3 separate regions of the Hordeum vulgare genome follow, and regions 1 and 3 are each linked to region 2. The links are chromatin contacts, called in public Hi-C maps. All regions are on one chromosome and are shown on one strand. The core of a region is the stretch at or near the end of the contact, and the rest is flanking DNA. Distances in the headings are between cores, read along the strand shown. Region 1 holds the start of LOC123407728 (DNA polymerase zeta processivity subunit). Region 2 holds the start of LOC123407429 (retinoblastoma-related protein 1). Region 3 overlaps LOC123408894 (chitin elicitor receptor kinase 1-like).

Evidence for each region. Hi-C and Micro-C count contacts between places; a contact is called where the count stands out from the background.
Region 1: a Hi-C map of leaf shows a contact between it and region 2, with 2.9 times the contacts expected there. The contact joins the promoter of LOC123407728 here to the promoter of LOC123407429 in region 2. A contact is called at or near these places in 3 of 6 Hi-C or Micro-C datasets (leaf and seedling).
Region 3: a Hi-C map of leaf shows a contact between it and region 2, with 6 times the contacts expected there. The contact joins the enhancer-like site here to the promoter of LOC123407429 in region 2. A contact is called at or near these places in 2 of 6 Hi-C or Micro-C datasets (leaf and seedling) and 1 of 1 datasets of contacts at active chromatin or transcription factors (embryo).

What each region holds. Positions count from the first base shown.
Region 1 is chr7H:216,126,679-216,129,501 of MorexV3_pseudomolecules_assembly, reverse strand. It overlaps LOC123407728 (DNA polymerase zeta processivity subunit), which reads left to right and starts at 1,512. Exons shown (of 6, transcript XM_045100927.1): 1 at 1,512-1,752.
Region 2 is chr7H:215,697,633-215,700,575 of MorexV3_pseudomolecules_assembly, reverse strand. LOC123407429 (retinoblastoma-related protein 1) reads left to right here and starts at 1,457. Exons shown (of 18, transcript XM_045100564.1): 1 at 1,457-1,738; 2 at 2,499-2,603; 3 at 2,686-2,813; 4 at 2,895-2,943. The coding sequence starts at 1,598.
Region 3 is chr7H:215,318,280-215,321,483 of MorexV3_pseudomolecules_assembly, reverse strand. It overlaps LOC123408894 (chitin elicitor receptor kinase 1-like), which reads right to left. Exons shown (of 11, transcript XM_045101925.1): 9 at 3,113-3,204; 10 at 1,808-1,906; 11 at 1,247-1,714. The coding sequence ends at 1,550. Among protein-coding and RNA genes, the nearest start is that of LOC123408894, 15 kb to the right of the region's middle. Within about 2 kb of position 1,508, at least 2 of the 3 cell types and tissues checked have open chromatin away from gene starts, as enhancers often do. A contact at or near this core is called in leaf, where this site is marked.

The DNA.
Region 1 (2,823 bases), core at 263-2,762, 430 kb before region 2:
TGGTCATATTCCTGCTGACCGCATGTCGTCGATCATTTGTCTATCGACATCTAGTAGCTGCCGTTGTGATCTTAACATGTGTGCCTTCTCCGGAGATACCATATGATGATTGTGCTCAATGACAGCCTTTTGAATCATGCAAACACCTGCTGGAGTAATATGGAACTGGACACGAGCTTTGCAAGCTGTCCTCGTAGAAGCTTGTTCTTTCCTCGTCTCATGTGTGCTATGTTTTTCTTTCACTCCTTCCTTACTGCAAACTAAATACCTAGCAGATAAGGTATCGCCTGCTCTCTTTTTTGTGTGTGTCCACCTAACACTGAATCCTTTCTTTTCTGCATATGCATTATAGAACTCGTATGCCTCATCTTCAGAATGAAAACACATTCCTTCCTTTGGCACAATTTTATCTGAAGATGCATTCGGATTATCCTGTTACACACATGAAATACACCGACTTCATCAACATTGTAGTATAAATATTATTTTTAAAGTCGATGCATTGCAGTATTTTTTTACCTTCTCAATCGAACAATTGTCTTCTCCTTTATCATTCTTTTTGCTCGGTGTCATAAGCTCATGGCTCGACTCATACATTGCGTTGTTCCTCGATAAAGGATGCAACACTTCCTGTCCTTCGAGCCATTGAAACTGCATAATGTCAAACATCATCAATTTAATCACTTTCAACTTTGCTTCTACAACATATGATATTATGCTTTGGCTTAACATCAGCCTGCTATATGATTATCAGCGGCTAGCATGACTAAGTACGCATGCATGCACAAAAATAATGAAATTAATCAACCAAGAGCTAGCACATGGCTATTCACATGCAGCTTGCTCACCCTGACATCGTCCTCTCCTCTGATGGATGTGGTCGTATGGGTGCAGTCTCGTACAGCCGCCGCCACCGTGGACTTCGTCCGCCTGTCCTGCACACCTTGCCGCACGGCCGCCACCAACACGGACTCGGTCCGGCCGTCCCCCATGACGCCTTGGTGCACGCCTGCAGGGAACATGATGTCCGTCGGGGCAACAACATGGCATACAACCACCATGGATGAGCGGTCTGATTCGGTGATGAGGTCCTCCTACATGGTCAGTGCCGCCATAAACGACAAATCATCGCGACATCGTGATGTGCAGTCGCCGCACCAAAGTCGTTTGGCGTGGCCGTCATGGACGTGGCCGAGAAAAATAAAAACCTAATTCTTTGAAGTTACGTGTCTGTTGAAGCCCATGAAGCAAGCCTATTAGAGTCAGGAATGAGGCGTTTGCAATCGGGACCACGTACCCGAGATTCAAAAGCTAATGAAAGTGGGATTAGAGGCTTGAAGATTAGAGATGCCACGTGTCAACCATCCAGGTCTCATAGGATTTTTTTCCGTGTTACTTGGTCATCGTGCTTGTAACGTGGGATGTAAGCGGATTTTATTTTATTGACGAAATTAAGAAGAAACAGCCTTTGCTTTCTGCACGTTGGATCATTCTCGGGTGGTCCAGATCTGGAGCTACACTACCGTGTTCGTTTCGTCCTCCCTCAGCTCCGTGCCCTTTGCCTGGGCCGCATCGCTCCCCGCCCTCCGCCGCCTCCAGTCACCCGCCTCCGACTAAGACGCTCTCGCTGGCCACCATCACGAGGCGAAGGGGCTCTCTTCTCCTCATTTCCTCTACCAACTGGCGCGGCGCGAGGAACTAATCATCCAGGTGTATTTCACATTGGTGGTAAAGAAGCCCTAGCTTTCCCAGGTTGTTGTTCGTCCCGTTTCTGATCTACACTACCTGATGCCTTACTGACTTAATGATTTTTTATTGATTCGTTCAAATGTTCAACATCATCGATGATTAGCTCATTTAGTTTAGAGTTTGTTAGTTCAATGTAGAAAGCCTTTTGGTAATTTTTGTTTCAATTTAATTTCAGTAATTTTTGTTCCTGTAAGACGAGCTTTTTTATATGCCTGTGTAAACCTGGTGTTAGTTGTTGGGGGTGTTTTTCCTCCCCTCTTTTGGCCCAGGGCGGCAGCTAATCCAGGCTACACCATTGCTAGTAGCAGTTGCTTCCATAAAGAGAAGAAATCGAATCCCCACACGAAACCCCGTGCCCGTAGTGATCCTTAGCAAATTGTGCAATTTGTTGTGAAGCTAACTTGGAGCGGTGGTCCTGATAGATAACCTGCAAACATGGTAAAAACATTATCTGATACTACCTGGGAAAGTCTGCTATGTCTGCTTGATGTCTGCGATATCTCATGTTGAGCATTGGCGTGTCTGCTAGCATTTATTTTCGTTACAGTTTGCTAGAGTTCAGGAGTTGAATAGGTGCTGATACTCTTGTCAGTGTGTGGTTTCCAATCTCTGTGTGCAAGAAAGATAATTTTGGTTTTGTTATTGCTGATGGAAATGGAGAATTGCCCCTATTCGAATAGAAAACAATGTCTTATGCCAGGTTCCTTTAATGTAGGTTGCAGTGCTGGGTGACAGCTTCCTGTATCATCCGGTTGCTTCCCTGCGTGACAGCTACACTCCATTCCATCCCGCTATCGTCAGCTCCATTGAGAATCTAGATGTGCTTGTCACCGCGAATGCTCGATGTGAAGACACGGTCCTTCTCCATTATAAGAAAGGCTTTCCCTGGAAGTAAATATGTCCTCCCCGTCCCAATCTCCCGCCTAACCCACCGTCATCTCCCCCTTCTCCTATCCTATGCAACTGTCTCAGGTCTTTTGCTCAGGGTACCCTTGCTTCACTCTGTCCTTCGCTCACTCTCCTCGGGGCCTGTCCCATCTCTCTCCCTCTCATTCCTCTCCCTACTCCGCCGGT
Region 2 (2,943 bases), core at 208-2,707:
ATCCTGAAGATGATGCTCAAAATCCTTCGTATGATAAATGATTTATCTCTTCTATTGCAAAATAAGCATCAAAATGTTATCCAGACACGTGATGATCAATGTTATACGTATCTAGTCCGCTTGATATATTTTGTTCAAGTAGGCATACATGCATCTAAAACTATAATCATCTCATTTCAGGCAATGTCATTGATTACAGATGCAAGAACAAATTTAATCGATTGGAGAAATGATGATTAGGAGCTATTCCTGGAAGATGTCAAATCCTTTTACACCAAAAATGATATTCCTATAACAAGTATGGATGACATATTTGTAAAATGGAGAAAATCAAGCCAAGGTGTACCAAACAATGCCACGTCTCATCATTTTTTCCGCGCGGACACCTTCTATAATGTTATAGACTTCATCACCACATAATCTGATCATCGTTTTAACGAGGTAACATCACAGCTGTCCAAGAACCTCTCTTGCCTTTGCCCAAGAAACTCCTTTTCCAGTTTCAATGTGAATAAGGCTCAAAGAGATTTACCACGAGGATTTCTCTGATTATGAACGTGAACATGTAATAGATAATCTTGAACGATTTATTGTTCATATGAGAATAATTGAAGACTTTAGAGTGTGTCATGATAGTGCAAACCTAGGTAAAAAGATGGTTGAACTTGAAAGACATGTCATGTTTTCTCCGGTTATCGCTCCATTCAATTGGCATTGCTACTCGAGAGAGAGCGACCACAACAATTAAAATGTCCTTCTTGTCAATGAAGTCGCGGAACAAGATGTCCCATGGCTGGCTTAATGACTTGATGTTGTGTTACATCCAACGAAGGCTTCAAAGGTATTGATCTTGATAAAATTAAGAAAGATTTTTGATAGGCGAGAGACGCATTGCCATCGCTTGGGTCTTCCAAACGCCATGAAAAATTTCATTATTAGTATGTTTTATGTTTGTTTTATTTATTAAAACATGTCTACATTTTCATTGTATTCATTCCTTGGTAATGTGCATTGCTAGTGTGTATTGGCTCTTTTGATTTGCTAACAAATTTCTTAATTTTTTTCGTCCACCGCCTTCGCTTTAGTCCTGCTATTGTTAAATGTTAAATTAACAACACGTACCGGTGATTCAACGGCATCCGTGAAAATCGTACAACTGTATGCAGCACTTGAACCCCGAAGGAGCAAGGAACTGTATCGTGCATCGCAAGCCTCTCGCCTTCCCAGGCCGAGCCGTACACGTTTTGCCGCTCCGCTCCGCTCCGCTGCGCTGCGCTGCCGCCGCAAGCCGCACGTGGCCGCGGATCCCGACACCCCCCACCGCCGTATAGGGCCCGCACAGCCCAGGGCAGGGCAGATCTCCCGCCATCTCCGTCGCGCCTCTCCCGCCAAAACCCCGCGCGGGCCCACCGCGCAGCCGCCGCACCGGACATAAAAATCCTCTCTTTTGGCGCGCACTCCCACCTCTTTCCCCCCTGCCCCGCCTCCCAGACCCTTCTCCTCTCCGCCACGCCGCCCCACCGCAACAACCCTACTCCCCGCTCGCCGGAGTCCAGATTCCGTCCGCCCCCGGAGCTCTTACTGGGGGAGGCAGCCCATGGACGGAGCAGACGCGCCGCAGCCCGCGAGGTCGGGCTCGGGGGTCACGGCGTCCACGGCCCCGGGGAGGATGAACGGCGGCGCCAGCGCCAACGCCAACGCCGCGGCAATGGAGGAGCGATTCGCTGATGTCTGCAAGGTACGGCTCCCAGTCAATCTTCTTTCCCCTTCTTGTACCAGGGGTTCAGTTCCCTGCGCCGATCTGGTCCTACTTTCCCCGCTTAGATTAGACTGTTTCAGTCAAGATTCAACAAGAAATCATGGCGGGCGTTGCGCCATTATCAAATTCCGTGGTCTCGACTCCATCTTCTCCCGTTGTATATGCTGGATTCGATTCCCGCCGCTTATCTTTTTCATGTTGGATTCTTTGGGGGGAAATTTATTATCTTTCTTGCCCCCATGCCCCAGATCCTCGGCATTCTGCGCCCTCGTCCCCTCGGGTTAGATTACCTTCTCCCCCCACCCACCCCTACCCCACCCCACCCCGCGATTCTTCTGCGGGTTCCGCGTGATTCTGCGCTTATCGCTTTCAAATCCTCCTGGGGCGATGCTATTTCGCGATTATCTTGGTGACATCTTTTTTGGGGCGAATGATTTTCTAGCGGTAAATTCTGTGATCCGTGGTTTGGTCACTCCCTCCAAATCTTAAAAAAATTGCATTCTTTACTGGTAATTTGTGCTATCTCTTGTAGTACTACAATTCATGTGTTTTTTATATCCGTCTAAACTCAACAATTCAACACGAGTCACATTTAGCAGAGTATTAAATTAGTTATTCCGCTTTATCTTCTTACCACGATTTAGGGCAGACGACAATCTTCCATCTTGTGCGCAGTTTCCATGTCTGAGTTTTGGTTCATTATCTAATTCTGCCTACTACTCTATTTGCTGGCGAGCAGAGGAAGCTAGTGCTCGACGAGAGCACCACGAGGCAGGCGATGCAGCTCTTCAAGGAGACCAAGATCATCCTCCTGTCCAGCATGTCATCCCTGGGCAGTGGATCGGTAAATCTCGTTGCTTTCGTCCACAAACCATGTCATGTTCTGATGTACAGTAGCTAAAATTTGTGTTTCTTGTGCTCAATAGCCCGAGGAGATCGAGAGGTCCTGGTCCGCTTGTGTTCTTTACTGCGTGTCAAAGCTCGGCAATGCAGGGAAGGCCAAGGAAGACCGTGCCATCACGCTGCGCCAGATTTTGAGGGCATTTGAACTCAAGTGAGCACTGCACTTCTTCTTTCAATCAAGCGCTCAATCGCGCTTGCTAGTCTGTTTCTCATCTCTGTCGATGCCCTGCAGGATTGTTGATTTTTTCAAGGAGATGCCTCAGTTCTGCATAAAGGTTGGA
Region 3 (3,204 bases), core at 259-2,758, 380 kb after region 2:
CCATCATCAATGTCTTCAGACATTTTTAGGGGTCGTCTACGATGGTTAAATCAAAACTCGTGGGACTTCTATCCGTGTTAACGTGTGAACTCTTACAAACATATTAGTCCCTTAACCATGTTTGTCTCTAGTACTCCAAAACCAACACGGGGTGCCATTAGATGCACTTACAATTCTTACATGTGGGAATTTCAGTTTGCTTAGATTTCCCAATGAGAAAAGCCGTGGTAGGTTTGATAATCATTGGCCTTTCCTTTTCAACACTGTCATCGACAGTCTAGATCTGCAAAAGGTTTCCATGGTTGGAAGACAATTTCCTTAGGCAAACAGTCTTCCAGAACCGACATATGAGAAACTAGATCGCGTTTTAATGGCAACCGACTAGGAATCTAAATTTCCTATCGTGTCTGTTCTTTCTCTACCTATCGGACAATGCACTCACTCTCCTAACTACTGGTTTGCCACGACCACAACATAGACACAAGTTTAAGTTTGAACTTCAATGGTTGTTTCAGGATGGCTTCCATAATATGATCAAGGAGATGTGGGAGAAATCTGTGGTCGGGCCTACCCCAATACATAGATGGAATAAAAAGATACATGCATTACATAAATTCTTTGATGGTTGGGCCAGGCATACGGTGGTATGCTTAAAAAGGAGAAGCTTTGTCTTTCATCTATCATTGATGAATTAGAAACCTTGGCAAAGGTTAGACCTCTATCTGAACATGGAATCAAGATCAAGAGTCATTTAAATGTACAGATAGCTAACATGTTACATGAATGTGATTCAAATACTAGATATTTTTATGAAATCATGAATGACATACACCGAAAGAAAAATATTCATTCCCTACAACAGGATGATGATACGATTGAGGAGCTACTTAGATCTTACTCCCTCCATAAACTAATATAAAAGCATTTAGAACACTATTTTAGTGATCTAAATACTTTTATATTAGTTTATATAGGAAGTGCTATTTAGTGACCTAAGCGTTCTTATATTTCTTTAATACATCTTTGACTAGTATCTCCACGTAACGTCAATATCACCAACACGTCTAACGTCTTGACCGATTGCCGACATGCTAGTCTGCTAGTAGTAGAAAGCAACTTGGAGCAAGCAGCCAACGGAGCAATCAAGTACAGTATTAATAGTACTGTAATACTACCAATATCTCTGTCCGAGGGAAGACTCCACATATCCTCTGGCAAGATTATTGCCACACAAGCGCTAGTCATCTACAAGGCCTATTAACTATTTCCATTGCCATGTCAAAATAAGCACGTACCTGTACGTACATATATTACACTTGACCCATACAACTCACATGCATGTGGCGCTACTGTCTCCAAGAAGGAAATGTGAACTCGGACATAAATAAAAGGGCAGAAAAAAGAATCTATACCGATGGGAAATTACACGCTCGAAGATAGCCAAAACAATCGACGCTGTCAGGCTGTCACTACCGCCTTATCGTCCCGCATTCGACTGTAGAACCCAGATGTACAAGGCCAGGGGAGGCATGTGGCTGGGGAGACGAGGTCATCTCCCGGACATGAGGTTCACCAGGCCTGGGTTTTCGTAGAGCGCGTTCATATCCCAGAACTCGCTTGTGGAGGAGAGCGTCATCAGCGCGACGACCACGGATCTCATAGTCGGCCTCAGCTTGGGGTCCTCCTGTGTGCATGCGTTCGCCAGGTGTGTCATCTGCAACCACAAGGCAACAAATGTTTTATCCTGGCCGGCATATATCCAATCCAACCACGCAAGGAAAGCAAAGCCCGAGCATCTTTCTCTAACCTTGAGAATGGCGTCGATGGGGTAATCGTCTCCCAGCTTTGGATCCATCAGCCTCCCGATGCCTTCCTTCGGATCCGGTGCGTTGAGAGCCTCCTCAAACTACACATATTTCAGTGTATGGTAAAGTCATCAAACAGGCAAGGTAAATAAGTTCAGCAAGGACCCAAAGCCAGGAGCGAAAGTGACCAATTTACTCCATAAACTGGTTTACTGGATCAAATAAAGCCAAAACCGATTCGGGAGAGAAAAAAAACCATCCACATGGCTGCTACGCTTGGCGTTCCTTGGACCGCTCATAAACTGACTAATTTTTACCGGGACTCTTTTGCAAGATTAACCCGCGTTCAAATTGAAACTGCCGTGTGTATAAACAGAAGCCATGCATGACTCAAACACACGTCGTAGGGCTCAGGTATAAGGCCTGGTAACCAAGAGAACTATAAGGTACTAGTTGTGTAGCCATTGGTTACTATCGGTCCTTATTCTTTCTATTTGCTCGGTCGGGAAAAGGTGGCCTGCTGACCAGTAGGATCAAGTCATAAGTTGTGGATTGTGTTACAACAAAGTATATGAAAGAATACCAGTTTCTTAAAAACTATTTACCACTACTACCTTTTCAGAGTTTATTGTTCATCTGTATGTATTTAAGCTTAGGAGAAGAGAAAATATATTTAACACAATGCACACAAATGACTTGATATCCTATTGGTTAGCAGGCCACTCTTTTTCCCTAGTCAGGCGTGGGTACAAATCCCACACAATGCAACTTGTGGTATCAATCTTTTTTGGAAACTGACCGAACAAATAGAAAGAATAAAAACCAATACTAAACAATGCCTACACAAACAGCTTATAGTTCTCTTGGTTAGCAGGCTTCTACCTGAGCTGTTGACGCCTATGTGTAGTCTAAACGAGATTGACATAATCTTGCAAAAAAGCCCCTAAGTTAAGCCAGTTTACGAGCGGTCCAAGCAATGCCAACGTGGCATCCTAACCGGATTTGGCCAGTTTCATGAAATAAACAATTATGGACTAAATTGATCACTTTCTGAGTTCTTGGTTTAAAGTGTGCAATCATTTTGAGTTAATGAACTAATGGCGCATTTCACTCCAAAGCCAGCCTGTACGTGGTGGTTTCGAAAGGATAACTGTGGGATAACAAAACATCCATATTAATCTGACCTTCTGTAACTAACTAATGTCACTAGAAGTAAAAAAGCAGAATGATACACAAAACAGGTACCCTAGCAGTTTTATGAATCATTGAGAGCAGAATGTGACTTGTTGGATGAGAAGCACAATTACCAGATAAACCAATCCCTTTGAATCACTGGTGGATTCAGCTGATCGGACAATGGCATCTTTGGCTGAAATGAGTTCGTACAGGACAACACCAA